Regions from separate parts of the Mus musculus genome. Here all the other regions are linked to region 1. The links are chromatin contacts, called in public ChIA-PET, Hi-C and HiChIP or PLAC-seq maps. All regions are on one chromosome and are shown on one strand. Each heading gives the region's core, a stretch centred on a gene start, on an enhancer-like site or on the middle of the called end of the contact. The rest is flanking DNA. Distances are from core to core; before and after follow the strand shown.

Region 1 (3,595 bases), core at 360-2,859:
CCAGAGCAGAGGGGGCAGCTGAGACCCCTCCTCTGTGGGGGCAGCTCAGGCTGCTCTGACGGGCGGTTTTAATCTTCAGAACAAAAGTGTCCCTTGATTTAAAAGAAAGTGCCAGCTCCCAACTTGGTTGACTCTCTGTGGGTAACAATCCTCCCATTCACTTTCTGGTGGGCCTCTTTCTGTAAAGCTCATTGTCAGAGACTGGGGGATGGTCGTGGAGGTCTAAGAGGGGGCTGCAAGCAGCAAGTGCTTATGGACTAGGGAGCAAACCCTTCCTTTCCCTTCCACAGGTTGGTGCTACGGAAGCTGCAGCACTGCAGACTATTTTGACTTCCAACAGTGGCTTAATGTCTCTGCCCAGGTGACAAGTGACTGTAATAAAAGCAAAGCCTGCCTCCTTATGTATGATCCCCCTCTCACCTAGACACAAACACTTAGATCTCTACCACCACCCCTGCCAAGACATAGTTACACAGAAAGGAATGTTATTTGGATAAGACCTGGCCCTGGGCTCTGCCTTGCTCATCACTAGAGCAGATGGTTAGAAACTAGGTTTTTTGGTTTTGTTTTGTTTTGTTTTTTGTTTGTTTGTTTTTGTTTTTTGGAGACAGGGTTTCTCTGTATAGCCCTGGCTGTCCTGGAACTTACTTTGTAGACCAGGCTGGCCTCGAACTCAGAAATCCACCTGCCTCTGCCTCCGAGTGCTAGGATTAAAGGCGTGTGCCACCATGCCCGGCTAGAAACTAGTTTTTAAGAGGAAAAAACCCCCGGTGTTAAATTCCATTTGTTCATACTGGGTTTTATGTCTCTCTCTTCTCTCTCTCCCTCTTCCCCTCCCTCTCCCCCTCCCTCTCTGTCTCTCTCTCCCCCCTCCCCATCCCTTTCCCCCTCCCCCTCCTTCCTCTCCCTCTCCCCCTCCCCCTCCCTCCCTCTCCCCCCTCCCCATCCCTCTTCCTCTCTCTTCTCCTCCCCCTCTCCTCCTCCCCATCCCCCTCACTCTCCCCTCCCTCTCCCTCCCCCCTCTTTCTCTCTCTCTCTCTCTCCCTCTCTCTCCCCTTTCTTCCTTTTTTAAAAAATTTATTTTGTGGCTGACTCTAGTGGATAACTTACCAATCATCTGCTAGCTTTGTCAACCCGAGGAGCCTTCTGTCCCCTCAAGTGAATATGGCTTAGATCAGACCCAACTTTCCTCTTCAGAATGGCACCTACTCCTAACCTCCATGTGTCCATAACTTTCATGACTGAATGTTGTCATTCTATGCCATTAGTGATTATAGAAACTTCCCCTTCCTGGTACTCCCCAGACGTAAGACAAGACTGCATTACTGCTCATTACCACAACCAGCTCCTAGCTTGTCTCACATGCAGCCTTCTCTACTCTAACCCTTTTTAAACAGATCATGCCCAATTACCTTTCCTGAGGCACAATCATCACTGTTTGTAGTGGGCATGTGTTCTTTGTGGGTATTCAATATCACTGAACATCCTTCCATATTCTGGACCATGCCTTTCTAAAGCAGAAGATTCATATTCCCTGACTCCCTTGCAGCTAAGATATAGTCATTTTATTCCTTGCCCCTAAGATGCATTCTAGTTCAGTGACTCACAGGTACCTCTGATCTCTGTAAGAGTTGTGGAAGCCAGGGTGCCCCAAGGAAGTGGTTGTGTGCAGGATCCATTCTTGTGCCAAATGTGGTATAGGAGGTTTTGTGTTTCTCCGGCATGTTAGAGATCTGTTTTTATGACAGCTGCTCTTGTAACCTGGCTTTTATAAGATGCCCAATATTATTTAATAATTCCCCTTTCAGCTTAAAGTAGGCAAAGCAATTGACAAGCAAGAAATTTTTTTTTAAATTAATGTGGACTAGTTCCTTAGTGCCTTATGAAGTGGGTCCTTGCTTTTCAGCCTGGGTTCACATTTCCCCAGAAGAAGGTTTCATACCCACAGACTTTACAAAACAACCATTTTGGTCTCTACTTCCTGTTTCTGCTGCTTCTGCTGGTTTCATGTCCTCTGACTTCAGTGTTTTCCTCTTTAACCTTAGTTTTTCTGCATTTTTTTTTTACTTTGCTTGAACTGTTTATTGTCTGAAAAGAACAGCCAGGGGAAAGCTTTTCATCCGGAAAACATTCTTTGCTTTGGCCCATGGACCTTCCTCATTTCTTTCTTTTTCTTTTCCTTTTTCTTTTTATTACATATTTCCTTTATTTACATTTCAAATGTTATCCCCTTCCCTAGTTTTCCCTCCGAAAATCCCCTATCCCTTCCCTTTTTCTTTTTTCTTTTTAAACACAGAGATTATCAGTTTTGAAGGATCCTAGTGATGCTAATATATATCCTATACAGACATGAAACCCATCAAATCTTGTCATAGGAGAAAACACTAAAATATTAAAGAAATTTGTTAGCATCAAAAAGCATTTTTGATAAAGTAAGTCTACAGACTTCATATTCTCATACTTATGACTTTGTTTTAAACATCAAATGGGGGATTGCAAAGTGAGGATCCACAGAAGTTTCCACTGGGTGAGAAGAGGACATTTGAAAGAGTCCATGTCGTCTTTGTCACCATTTGCCTGGTCTCTGATATTTGCTAAGATGGGAAGAACTTTCTTGTCTCAGTCAATGCTTGACTTTCATGTGTGTTCTCAAAACCCTGGAAAGACAGAGGCCACTGACCTCTGGACAGTGCCAATGGGCGTGATGTTGGCTGCAGACCGGTTCTTGCCAGTGTTCCATTGATGTTGTCTGGAATCCTGAACTGAAGAGAGAAGAGTCCAGGGCAGGGCGGGGGCCTCCAGGTTTCACTGAGCCCACAACTGTGGAAGCAGCCTGTCAGAATATCTCCATTTGCCAAACACGGCTTACGGAAGGCCTAGCCAGGCTCCTTGTCCATTGTCTGCTGTTGGGGCCAGTGCTACTTATGACTTCAGACCTGGCAGACGACACGATGTTTCCTCTGGCTCTGAACCGCAGTGTCCTCAGTGACAACACGAGATTCAACAACTTCCCTGGTTTCTTATCAGATTATGTCAATTTCGCCCACTTCCTGCTCATTTTTTAATCACAAATGTGAGATCTACTCATGGTTAAATCATTTCTTCTCTGTACGGCCTACGGTTATCATCGATGCTGAGAGTTCCTTTAAATCCCTTATCGGCCATTCTTACTCCCTAGGTACATCACAGATACACTGTGGCTTGGCTGCATTGAAGACACGCTTAAAAATCTGCGTTTATCAGTGAGGAAAACCAAGAGGTTTTAGTGTAAGGCAGTATTTCTTAACCTGTGGGTCATGACCCCCACAGGGGTCACATGTCAGATATCCTGCATATCAGATATTTACATTATGACTCAGAACAGTAGCAACATACAGTTCGGAGGTGGCAACAAAGTAATTTTATGCTTGGGGGTCACCACAGCATGAGGAACTGTATTAAAGGGATGCAGCATCAGCACCACGGAGCTAAGGTAACAGCTTTGGACTGCATTTGTAAAAAGGTTTAAATAATATCAGCTACAGTATGTAAATGGCAAACTCCATGAACAATCTACTGCTGATATTGTATATATTATTTTTTATCTAAACTTGAA
Region 2 (3,595 bases), core at 284-2,783, 200 kb after region 1:
CACCTCAACCTGCCTGCTGACTCTAAGCTTCCAGAAACTTCCAGCCTGCTCCTTGCTGGGATGAACAGCTCAAGTCCAGAGTCTTAGAGTAATTGTATTCGCCAGGCTTCTGAACTGCTGACACGGAGTAGGAAGGACCCAGTGTCCAGCTACCAAAGGAGCAAAGGACACTCAGAGGCTGCTCCCGGCCCCCAGCAGAGCCCCTGTTAAATGTTTGCTCTCCCTGGCCTTGATGTACCTCCATATAAACAACAGCTGGACTCGGGCAGCTTCTGTTTTGCAGGTGGAAGGAGTCGGCAAGATGGAAAAGAGGAAGCAACAGGCTAGTATACGCCAGGAAACACAGCACATAACACTCATAAGGGCCTGGGGTTCTGGCAGTCTGGCCTCTGCGTCTGTAGTCAGGACCGCAGCGTTGACTAGCACGGTTGTGACAATCTTCTGTGATGCTTTGGTGCTTCGGCATAAAGGCACCCATTAACCTGCCCATTAATACAAAAATTAGCATAAGTGAAGGAAGACATTGGACCAAGGACCTAGTCTGTGACGCTCACTCTGATGATTACAGAGGCTTGTACAGAGAAGTTAACAGGTTTCAGATGTCACTTGGCTTATAGTCATTGTTAGAGAAGATCCTCATTAACAAGGTGGATATGAATTCTCACTTAAAAGAAGAGAAATGGAGGCACAAAGAGGGTTTTCTGGTTCTGTGACTCAATCAAAACCTTGCAGGAAGAGCTAACACCTCTAAGGGTTGACTGGAGAGAAATTAATAAAGATGTTTCCAGAAGTTTACAGAGATAGACAGAGGCAAACCAACCCCTGGGTGTCCATGCAGGAAGCTGCTTCCTACTGAAACCTCAAGGGGCAGGTACAGAAGGCGATGCTAAAACCCAGAAAGGGTTCCTAGTAGAGCTGGGGGTGGGGTGCTCCTGGTGGGAGCTGGGGGCCCAAAGGGACCTGCTCTTACCATCAGGAGGAAAGGGGAACCAGAGGAATAAACAAACACTGCGACTCTTCCTCCACGTAGCTGAGGTGGAAACAAGATGTCAAGGGAAACAAAACCAGTTCTCCGTGCATGGAAGGAGAAAGCCAGAGAACAACCGTCAGGGGAGGAACGATTGGAGACTGCCCAATTTGTGTGGTGACACCTGCAGCTTGGGCAGGGAATCAGTGAAGGATGCAACTTTTTTTTTCAATGGACAAAGAAAACGGAGGGAGGAGCTGTTGACGAAGAGCACGCCCAAACTTGACTGCAGATCCAGCTGACCAGTTCCGGACAGCGCTTAAAGATGCAAATCAGCTACAGACCTAACCTCACTTCACCCAGCAAGCTGGGCAGAGGCAAATATCTGGGTCAAACAATAGCCTAGAAAATAAGTAGATAAGAATCTAAACAGGTCGTTTCTGCTGCAAGATCCTGACATTGCAAAGCTCCAACCCTAAAGCTTCAATCAACAAGGACTGAATACATGTTGAATGAATACATTCTTCATTCAAACCAAATCCAGAGCCTGATGCATTTTGCCTGCTCCTTGCCGCTACTTAGGGCGCCACCTCGTGCCCATTTGCCTGTACTACACCCTCCCGCTTAAACCTTCACTTGGAAAGGTTTGTTGATAGAGGAGAGAAAAATTGGCTTCCAAGACAGACATTTTTCTAAAGCGGCTGATTTATAAAGTGGATTTCACACATTATTTTTCTTGAACAAAACTCCAAACACATGACTTAAAAACAATTACTTAAGGCAGTGTACCTAGTGTTTGGATATTTCTGTTCAACAACTGCTTTTAGAAAAAATGTTTACAGAAATTGGTTCGTTTGCATAGGAGATAAAGATAGCCTGCACGTCTTGCAGAATGTGACCTCATATACCTAAAACTTATTTAGGCCTCTGTTAGGGACTGAATGGTATCACATTCCCCCACCAAGATTCACTAGTGCTTCCAAACGAACATAACTCTGAGATGAGGCCCGTAAAGAGATTAAGTCCAAACACACCTTTTAGGGTGTCCCTATCCAATGTTAACGATGTGTTTATGGGTATTTTATTACAAACACGTAGGCACAAAGGGAGATGAACACGATGAGAAGCCATGAACGGGCTTAGGAGAAAGCAGGCTGCCTCTACATCCATCTCCATCTCCAGTCTTGTGGGAAGGAGCAGGCTAGAGGAAGCGGGCAATCTGCGGCAGCCTAGGTAGCATAATCTAGCTCTGATTTCTCTCCTAGGCAAGGTGTGCGAAGACACAGGAGACCCTGTCTCGGTGGAGGGAGTTGAGCTGCCACTAAGTAGGCTCTTGCCAGAGATTTTGGCCTCTGTGAAAAAAGAGTGGTCCAGCGAATTGGGAATGAAATGCCTTTGGGGAGTAGGGGGGTCCCTAGCACAATGACTGGCTTGCAGCACCTACTTCATGCTCTAGGATCAGCCTTAGCAAGAGTGTGGGCACAATGGTACCAGATTTCCCACAAGGAAACCTGTTCAGACCCCCTCTGGACCTTATGTAGAGAAAAGGGAAGCTGGTTACTGAGTGTCAGTAGAAAGCGCCCCCCCCCCTGCCCGCAATCTGTGGAGAGCTGAGAGACTTGCTTCCAGACAAGCGCCTTGAGGATGATGGCTTTATTGAGGGCACACACACAGTAACCTGGGGTTAGAAACATCGAGGAAGGAAAGATAGGTGGACTGAAGCAAACAAGCAAGGGAGGGAGGCAGGAAGTGTGCAGGGCCTTAGGACTGGACATGGGAAGGCCTCTGGAGCAGGCAGCCTCCCTGGAACCACAGCTCAGCTCAGCTGCTTCCAAGATCGATGCCTGGGCAGGGCCATTTCCTCATCCGGCGGCAGGCGGCTGGCGGCAGGTGGCGGACGGCGGGGCCATTAGTGACTCTGTGACCCACTCGCCGCCTGCCCATCAAGGCCCTCCTGAGCCATGGTCACCTGCTGTCCTGCTGCACTCCAGGTCTGCAGAGTCCAGGTGAGAACAAGGGCGCCCCCTGGCGGACGTCACTTCCCTGCCGTTTTCCCGGATGTTAGGGCTGTCCAAGGTCTTTCCTTGTTTTGAGCCAGGAGAGTTGAGGGTTTTGCCACTGGGTGCAGCCATCTTGGTGGCCAGGTTCATGCAGAGCAAAAAGGGAAAGAGAGAAGAAGCAATAAAACTTACTGAGAAGGGCAGGCCGACAGAGTTCCACCGGGCACAGATGGAACCACGTTGGCTCTGTCCTGGAACCCTGCTTTCCGCGTCAGGAAATGAATGAGCTACAGTTGCAAGCAGTTTCTTTACATATGTTGGATAAGTGATGCTGCACTTCACAGAGGTTTTGGAATGCTAGAAGTTGGAGGAAAAAAAAAAGTTAAATTCAGACAGCTAGCCTAGTTCATTTTCTGTTGCTGTGATAAACACTGCAACCAAAAGTAACTTGGAGAGAAAAGGGGTTATTTTGGCTTACGGGTTGCTGTCCATCACTGAGGAGAGCCGAGGCAGAAACTAAAGCAGAGAGGTAGGCTGCTCTCTGGCGTGTTCCCCAGGCTGGCTCACCTTCTTTCTTATATAGCCTAGACTCACCTGCCCAGGGATGGTTGGACCCTCCTACACCAAT
Region 3 (3,595 bases), core at 319-2,818, 200 kb before region 1:
CCCTGGGGCTGTGAGATTCAGCCCTAGCCACTGGGGTATCTCTTATCTCTACTTAACTAGTTCCTTTGGTTTATTCACCCCCCCCCACCCTCCCTTATATACCCTCTAAATTTCACCCTTAAGTAAAACATGATCTCAAAACGCTAAACTTTTCAGAGCTGTTTCAATTCATGGGGTGACTTTCCCCCTCTAAATGTCTATTCTGATCTCGTGAGTCACGCCCTTTTGTTTTAGTGGCAGAAGGGTGTGCTCTAGTCAAAATAATAATTTCCATTGAGACCAACTAAAAATACCAGGGGGATGACTGTGTCGAGGTTTCCTATTATCTTAACCACACATGAAGGGCAAGAAATGTTACAAAAATCCCAATTACCAGCTGACTCCATGACAGCTAAGACAGTCAACCAAAAGATAACGCAGAAGATAACGCTCCGGATTCTAGTGAAAGTTTACTCACCTTTAGAAGAAATACACCTATGGTTGAAACCCTGTCCTCCTGCACGTGAGAGTATAACTGTGGGTGCTGGGAAATGTAGTTTTTTAGTTTGTTTTGTTTTCCTGACAGCACATGTCTGCCTATCCCAGCACATGTCTGCCTATCCCAGCACATGTCTGGCTATCTTAACACACAAGTCCACACAGCAGTGGGCTGGAGCGAGCGACACTGGACTGCTCTGCGGACACCCTTGGCTGGTGACCTGATCGTGCCCAGGAAGTCTTCCACTGGACAGAAACACACGGAGCACAGGTTGTCTACGGAGCCGGAAGAACTTCCTCCCACTCCACACCATCTGGAAGAACAGTCTGTGCAGGCCGAATCGGGTCACAAGGAAAACCCACCCAAGAGGGAGTCCCTCCAAAGGGACCTCTGGAGACTATGAGGCGACCCGGAGGACAGGAATCTCAGGTCTCGGGTCATGCCTGCGAGACCTGACAAGAGTCCATCCTGCGCGCGGCTCGGCTGACGACACTGCCCGGGACCGCGTGGCGGGGCGGGGTGCCGCGCACCGCGCCATGTAAGGGAAGGTCTCCCAGACTGCCGTGACTCCGGATGCCACCCGGGGCAGCCTGCGTAGATGGGTCCCCGCGCCCACGTGGAGCCTACACACGGCGCCACGCGTGGCGGGCGTCACCCGGGTCGCCCGTGTTCACTCCCTCCCGCTGTTGCATCATGCACCACGCCGCGCCTGCAAAGGACCAAGATGGACTCGGAGGAGGCGACCGGAACACTGGTGCCCGCCCCACGCACCCATCCCCCGGAGATGGAGAGGATAAGAAGAACCCTCGCCCTGCCTGAAACGCCACCCGAGGCCACACACACAGACACACACGCACACCGAGGTGACTCAGGCTTTCAGAGCTTCCTGGGCAATCACAAGGATCGCGTACTCACGGAGGAGGCGGCAAGATGTTGAGCTGTGTGGAGACCGCGGGTAGAAAGCCTCTCACACCTGCTAGCTGAGGGGATGGCGCACGCGGGCGGAATCCGAGCCGGTTTCATCAGCCGCGCGCCGCCCTCCGCGGGCCCCACGGCCACGGCCAGTGCTGCGCGTCAGCTTCCAGGGCACCAATGACAGCGCCGCGCGGCCGCGCCCCTGTGGGCGGGGACACCCGAGACCGGGCTTCCCCGCCGGTTTGGGCGCCTCCCGCGCGCGCCCTTGGTCCTCCGCAGCCGCAACTGAGCTTGAGTCAGAGCTGATGGCACAGGCTGAGGGGTGCGAGCCCCCTCCTGGGGAGCCACGGACAGCTGACGACCAGGTTTCTTGCTCCAAACTGGATGTAAGACACATTTTAAAGACTTTTTTTTTTTTTGGACTTAGTTGTAAATCTTCTTTTGACATTGGACTACTTTACGGCTGTGCCCTAGCTAACGCCTTAGCCTCCGCCTTGGTCAGGAAGGGCCCCAGAACCTGCAAGCCTCCCTTTGATACAAGGTAGTTCCTCCACATAGCCAACAGAACAGTTCAGGCAGTTCACACCCGCGGGACTCTCCCCAAGTTTAGTACCCAAATCTAGTCTTCAGGGTTCCTTCTGATCTCTGCTCCAAAATCGAGAACTACAGTCTATAGGGCTGAGGGATGGCTCAGCGGTTAACACTGACAACCCTTTCAGAGGACCCAGTTCTGACTCCCCACATGGGGGCTCACAACTAATCTGTAAGTCTTGAATGTGATGCACAGACATACACAGGTAAACCATAAATATGCATAAGATAAAAGTTTTTATAAAGAATTATATCGAAGCCCGGCAGTGGTGGCACACACCTTTAGTCCCAGCACTTGGGAGGCAGAGGCAGGTGGATTTCTGAGTTTGAGGCCAGCCTGGTCTACAGAGTGAGTTTCAGGACAGCCAGGGCTATACAGAGAAATCCTGTTAAAAAAAGAGAGAGAGAGAGAGAGAGAGAGAGAGAGAGAGAGAGAGAGAGAGAGAGAGAGAGAGAGGAAGGAAGGAAGGAAAGAAGAAAGAAAGAAAGAAAGAAAGAAAGAAAGAAAGAAAGAAAGAAAGGAAGAAAGAGAGAAAAGAAAGGAAAAGAAAAGAAAAAGAGAAAAGAGAAGGTGGATGCTATGTGTGTTCTCAAGTGTGCCTTATCAGTAAAGGGATTCATTGTCAGCCACAGCTGTTGATACTCCCATAGAATTAAACTAACGATGTATTAATTTATATTGCCCAGCCAAAAAGTCTTAATGAATACGTAGAGGGAGGTGGATAGCACTAAAGCACTTCTAACACTTGTAAGATAACATTAAAGCACTTCTAACAGCGTTTGTGATAATAACAAGGCATCAAACATGCTTTGTTTTCCAACAGCCAACAGAAGTAAGTGTCAATCATGCGGTGATGAACTGATTCCTGCCAATCTAGTAGGGAGGTCTCCTGAATCTTTACCAGGTGCCCCCTTCTCACAGAGGGAAACCTCCCATCTTTCAGCGCCCACCAGCTTTGCCTTCAGCACCAGATGAGTATCTGACTCCGAATTCGAACGCTATTCACTGTGTGTCCTCCACAAATCGGCACACTACTGCTTATGAAAATTTACGTTCTCTTAAAAACTGCTTGCCCTGTCCTCGTCTGGGATTTTGGTGTGATACAGGTCCCGTCAAACAAGCTGAAAATCAAAAAACGGAGTCACGGGTAATAAAATCCCACACCAATAAGCTGAAGCTAAACTGACCTCTCAAGAAATTAGGAAATTAGCGATGACCAGTTTATGTAATGATTCTCTGTGCATAAACCCTTAACCAAAAAGAGCAAGCTGGATCAACCAGATATTAGGCAGCTTTTTCTCTATTGTCCCTTCTCCCTGCCTCTACTATGCAGAGACAGTAACTTCTACCTGCTTTCTTCAGCTCATTCCTATCTAGAAGACCAACTTCAGCTTTACTGCTTTTGTTTTGCTTTGTTTTTGTTTTTGTTTTTGTTTTTGTTTTTTTTTTTTTGAGACAGGATCTCACTATGCAGCCCTGGCTCTCATGGAACTCACTTTCTATGGACCAGAATGGCCTCGAACTCAGAGACACATCTGCCTCTGCCTCCCCAAGTGCTGGGGTTAAACGTGTGTGCCACCAAGCCTGGCTACAATTAAGATCTTTAAACC
Region 4 (3,595 bases), core at 483-2,982, 170 kb after region 1:
TATATATATATATATATATATATATATATATGTGTGTGTGTGTGTGTATATATATATATATATATATACATATATATATACATATATTATAAACTGACTATATAAATTATATTTCAACAAGCGGTTACTGTCATCTGAGAATTATTAGTTATTATAAACGACAAGTTCCTCAGGCCACAGGTAAGGTACCTCCCTTCCCTAGCTCCCCTTTAGCCTGATTCTGCCAGACACCCAAAGGACTCAACACACCTGTAACCCCTTAGAGAAAAGAGCAAAAATTCTCCAGCCACACCAAGCTGTGAGACCCAAGGAGATGGCGGAAGGCTGAGGAGGCAGGCGAGGGACGGCAGGAAACTGCATGGCTGTCTCTCATCCTGCCCATCCCTGGCTGCCGACTTCCTGGGACTTGCTGTTTCGACTTCATTCCAGAGGTTTCCAGACCCTCCCCTGCTCACTCCGGGTGACTCACCTGCTTGCAGAAAAGTCCAGCCCTCCCCTCTCTCATTTTATTTGATGTTATGTTCAAAAAAGCAATTTGGGGCTCAATTGAACATCACATGTCTCTTGATTAAATCTCCAGTCTTTCTCTTGCCTCCGGAATGTATCTTGGGCCTGGCCAGGCACTGCGTAGCTCATTAGAGCCGGATGCCTGGAGGAGAGCACGTGTGGACCTTTAAAACAGTGTGGACCAAGGCAGCCCTATTCTAAAGCAACTCCCTCGCTCAAGAGCTTCCCTCCTCCACAGCCCTCCCACAACCCTGTCCATAAGGTCAGAGAGAACGTGGTTCATTTTTCAGTCTTGAAAGCCAGTGTGCCCTTTAGGCAGCAGCTCAGAGAGAGCCAGAGGCCACGCACACTGTAGTAGTCTGGGTCCCCTCTGGTCACTGTGCATTTCAACACAAGGACATGTGGCAGCTCCTGGGGAGGACATGCCTTCTCCTGCTCAGAAAGCCAGCACCTGAATGGCTCCTGTGTGTCTGCTTGGGTCATAGCCCAGGGTTTCATGTGATCTGATCTGGTCAGCGACGTAGAAGGAGAAATGTCCCTACCAGAGAAGAGAGACAGATCCAGTCTGTGAGGATGAGATGTTTGCCACTGCCACAGAGAAGGACCTGAAGGATCTTAGGGACGCCCATGTCCTTGGTAATTTTCCTTCTGTCGCTGTGATAAGAAGACACTTTCACTAAAGTGACTTAACGAAGAAGGGTTTCATTCTGGATTACCGTTCCAGACCGGAGTCACAGTCCCACAGTGACAGGAGATGGCCACCTTCATCTGCAGTCACGGAGCAGAGAGAGACAAATGTGAGCAAGGGCTCAATGTCTTATTTTTGTACTGTCCAGGAACCCCTGCCCAGGCACTGGCCCCAGCCACAGTTAGGATGAATCTTCCCCACCAGGCCTGGTGGTGTTTGTTTCTAATCCCAGCACTGGGGAGGCAGGAGCAGGTGGATCTCTGTGAGTTTGAAGCCAGTCTGGTCTACAGAGGGAGTTCCAGGACAGCCAAGAATACACAGAGAAACCCTGCCTCAGAGAGAGAGAGAGAGAGAGAGAGAGAGAGAGAGAGAGACTTCCCATATAAGTCAATGTAATCAAGATACCCCCCCCCCCAGTGATGCCCAGGGGTCATCTCTTGGGTGTACATTGGGAACTGTGTTGCAGGATATACAATTGCAGGATTGTAATGAAGACTGGATGAACTTATTCATGCCGACCACAAAGCAGTCACATCCTGTGTGAGGAAGTGGAGGCCCTGGTTGCTGAGAAGCAGCAAGGCTCTGCTGTCTGACTCTCCATGTGGCTTTAGCGTACCCATCGATGACAGCATGATTTAATGTCTGTTCATAGTGATGACCCTGTGAAGATCTGTGCCAGGGTTGTGCTGCTTAGCCTGATGAGAGGAGTCCTAGTTCAGCTCAGACTACTGTAACAAACTCTCACAGACGAGGTGAATTTATAAACCACAGAAATACATTGCTCACCATCCCAGCTGCCAGAAGTCTGAGACCAGGCTACCAGCATGGTTGGCTTCTAAAGAAGGAAATATTCCCAGTTGTACACTGTGGACTTAATGAGTTCTTACACTTAAGAAAAGGAGAGAGAGAGCTCTCTGGAGACTGGCTCATAAGTGGAGTGTTCCCACCCATGACAGCTGCACCATTATTACACAGTCATTTCTCAGACCTGGTCTCCGGATCATAGCCCTGGATGTTAGAATTTCAACATGGGGGCTGGAGAGATGGCTCAGCGGTTCAGAGCACTGACTGCTCTTCTAGAGGTCCTGAGTTCAATTCCCAGCAACCACATGGTGGCTCACAACCATCTGTAATGGGATCTGATGCCCTCTTCTGGTGTGTCTGAAGAAAGCAATGGTGTACTCACATATATAAAATGATAAATAAATAAATAAATATGGACAGCGACAGTGCACTCATATACATAAAATAAATAATCTTTAAAAAAAAAGAATTTCAATATGGGGGCTGGGACAGGACAACTACTCAGGTCACACCCCTCCTGAGTATAGCCATTTCTTATGTTTCTTGCCCTTTGATGATGATGCTGACATCTTATGACTTAGACAATAACACATATGAAACACTTACTTTAGCACTAGCTACAGTCAGTGCTCAAAGAGTGAAATTCTTACCACTTCTAGTTTGGGCATAAAGTCGTGGACAAGCAATTCCACTACCTTTCAAACTGATCTGAGGGGGCTGGTAAGGCAAACCAGGGGCGAACTTGGCTCAGAGCCCAGTGCAGCCAGCCCAGAGTAACTTTCCCATGGAATGAATGACAAAAAAAGACAGCCAGGACGGAGCTGGAATTAGAACTTCCTTCATTGTAAATGAAAACGCCAGGCTTTGTTGATCAATGCTTGCTCTTTACTCCCAAGAGAGAAAAGGCAGATTTGGAAGGCACTAGAACTGGCAGCCTCCAAGGTTCTTACCTGAGTGCTGGGCTACCAGATAGATCATTGGACGGAACCGAAGAACTCCGTCCCCACCAAGGAAGGGTTACCTCAGCAAAACGTTACCACCCTCCAAGGACTCCTCACTGAAAACCCTCAGGTTCTATACTTCCCTGCTCTTCTACCCTGCCTCTGTCCCAGCCCCGCCCCTGCCCCGCCCCAGCTCCCTCCCCCGCCCCCCACCCTTCCCTGCTCTGGATCCAGCCTCTAACATCTCTAGTATTTCTGTAGCAAACTGTTGCTCTCTATCCCGGGTTAGTCTCTGAGCTTCTATGGGACCCATTTTCTGACTGTGCCATTCCTACTCCTGGTGTCGGGTTGTGGGTGCAGTCTATCATCCCATACTTGAGTCTCCAGCTTGTATGGAGCCCTACTGTGGGAGTCGGAGGAGGAGCAGGAAGTAAAAGGGCGAGTAAAACGTCGCCTCCACCTTTCCTGACAATCTGTTAGGACAAGACAGACAGGGCAGGTAATCAACCTGGACACATGGCAGATCGGTCTGGAGGACATGAGCACAATAATTATCTCTGAGGAATTGTCTGGAAGCTCTTGTTTCAGCAAATTCAGCAGAGTCCTAGGTGCTGACTCGAAATACATATATTACAGATTCTATTTTTCTCAGTCA

Evidence for each region. Hi-C and Micro-C count contacts between places; a contact is called where the count stands out from the background. ChIA-PET counts read pairs in DNA pulled down with a chosen protein or histone mark. HiChIP or PLAC-seq counts read pairs in DNA pulled down with a chosen protein or histone mark.
Region 2: a Hi-C map of bone marrow-derived macrophages shows a contact between it and region 1, with 36 read pairs. The contact joins two enhancer-like sites. A contact is called at or near these places in 1 of 15 datasets of contacts at CTCF or cohesin (large pre-B cells), 2 of 484 Hi-C or Micro-C datasets (bone marrow-derived macrophages and embryonic stem cells), 1 of 115 datasets of contacts at active chromatin or transcription factors (fibro-adipogenic progenitors) and 1 of 9 other capture datasets (embryonic stem cells).
Region 3: a contact with region 1 is called in an H3K4me3 HiChIP or PLAC-seq map of the 230-238 cell line, with 19 read pairs. The contact joins the promoter of Slc7a1 here to the enhancer-like site in region 1. A contact is called at or near these places in 2 of 39 promoter capture datasets (embryonic stem cells and neutrophils), 4 of 115 datasets of contacts at active chromatin or transcription factors (the 230-238 cell line, the SCID.adh cell line, embryonic stem cells and 1 more) and 1 of 9 other capture datasets (liver).
Region 4: a contact with region 1 is called in an RNA polymerase II ChIA-PET map of effector CD8 T cells, with 8 read pairs. The contact joins two enhancer-like sites. A contact is called at or near these places in 1 of 484 Hi-C or Micro-C datasets (bone marrow-derived macrophages) and 3 of 115 datasets of contacts at active chromatin or transcription factors (effector CD8 T cells, kidney and regulatory T cells).

The regions. Positions count from the first base shown.
Region 1 is chr5:148,593,577-148,597,171 of GRCm38.p6, forward strand. Gm46929 (a long non-coding RNA gene) reads left to right here. Exons shown (of 2, transcript XR_001785023.2): 2 at 291-401. Among named protein-coding and RNA genes, the nearest start is that of Gm46929, 4.5 kb to the left of the region's middle. Within about 2 kb of position 1,610, at least 57 of the 459 cell types and tissues checked have an H3K27ac peak or open chromatin away from gene starts, as enhancers often do. A contact at or near this core is called in the 230-238 cell line, bone marrow-derived macrophages, effector CD8 T cells and 1 more, where this site is marked.
Region 2 is chr5:148,791,703-148,795,297 of GRCm38.p6, forward strand. Gm36405 (a long non-coding RNA gene) reads right to left here. Exons shown (of 3, transcript XR_377235.2): 3 at 2,615-3,099. Among named protein-coding and RNA genes, the nearest start is that of 4930505K14Rik, 16 kb to the left of the region's middle. Within about 2 kb of position 1,534, at least 30 of the 459 cell types and tissues checked have an H3K27ac peak or open chromatin away from gene starts, as enhancers often do. A contact at or near this core is called in bone marrow-derived macrophages, where this site is marked.
Region 3 is chr5:148,398,336-148,401,930 of GRCm38.p6, forward strand. It overlaps Slc7a1 (solute carrier family 7 (cationic amino acid transporter, y+ system), member 1), which reads right to left and starts at 1,569. Exons shown (of 13, transcript NM_007513.4): 1 at 1,394-1,569.
Region 4 is chr5:148,767,854-148,771,448 of GRCm38.p6, forward strand. No RefSeq gene overlaps it. Among named protein-coding and RNA genes, the nearest start is that of 4930505K14Rik, 8.3 kb to the right of the region's middle. Within about 2 kb of position 1,733, at least 63 of the 459 cell types and tissues checked have an H3K27ac peak or open chromatin away from gene starts, as enhancers often do. A contact at or near this core is called in bone marrow-derived macrophages, effector CD8 T cells and regulatory T cells, where this site is marked.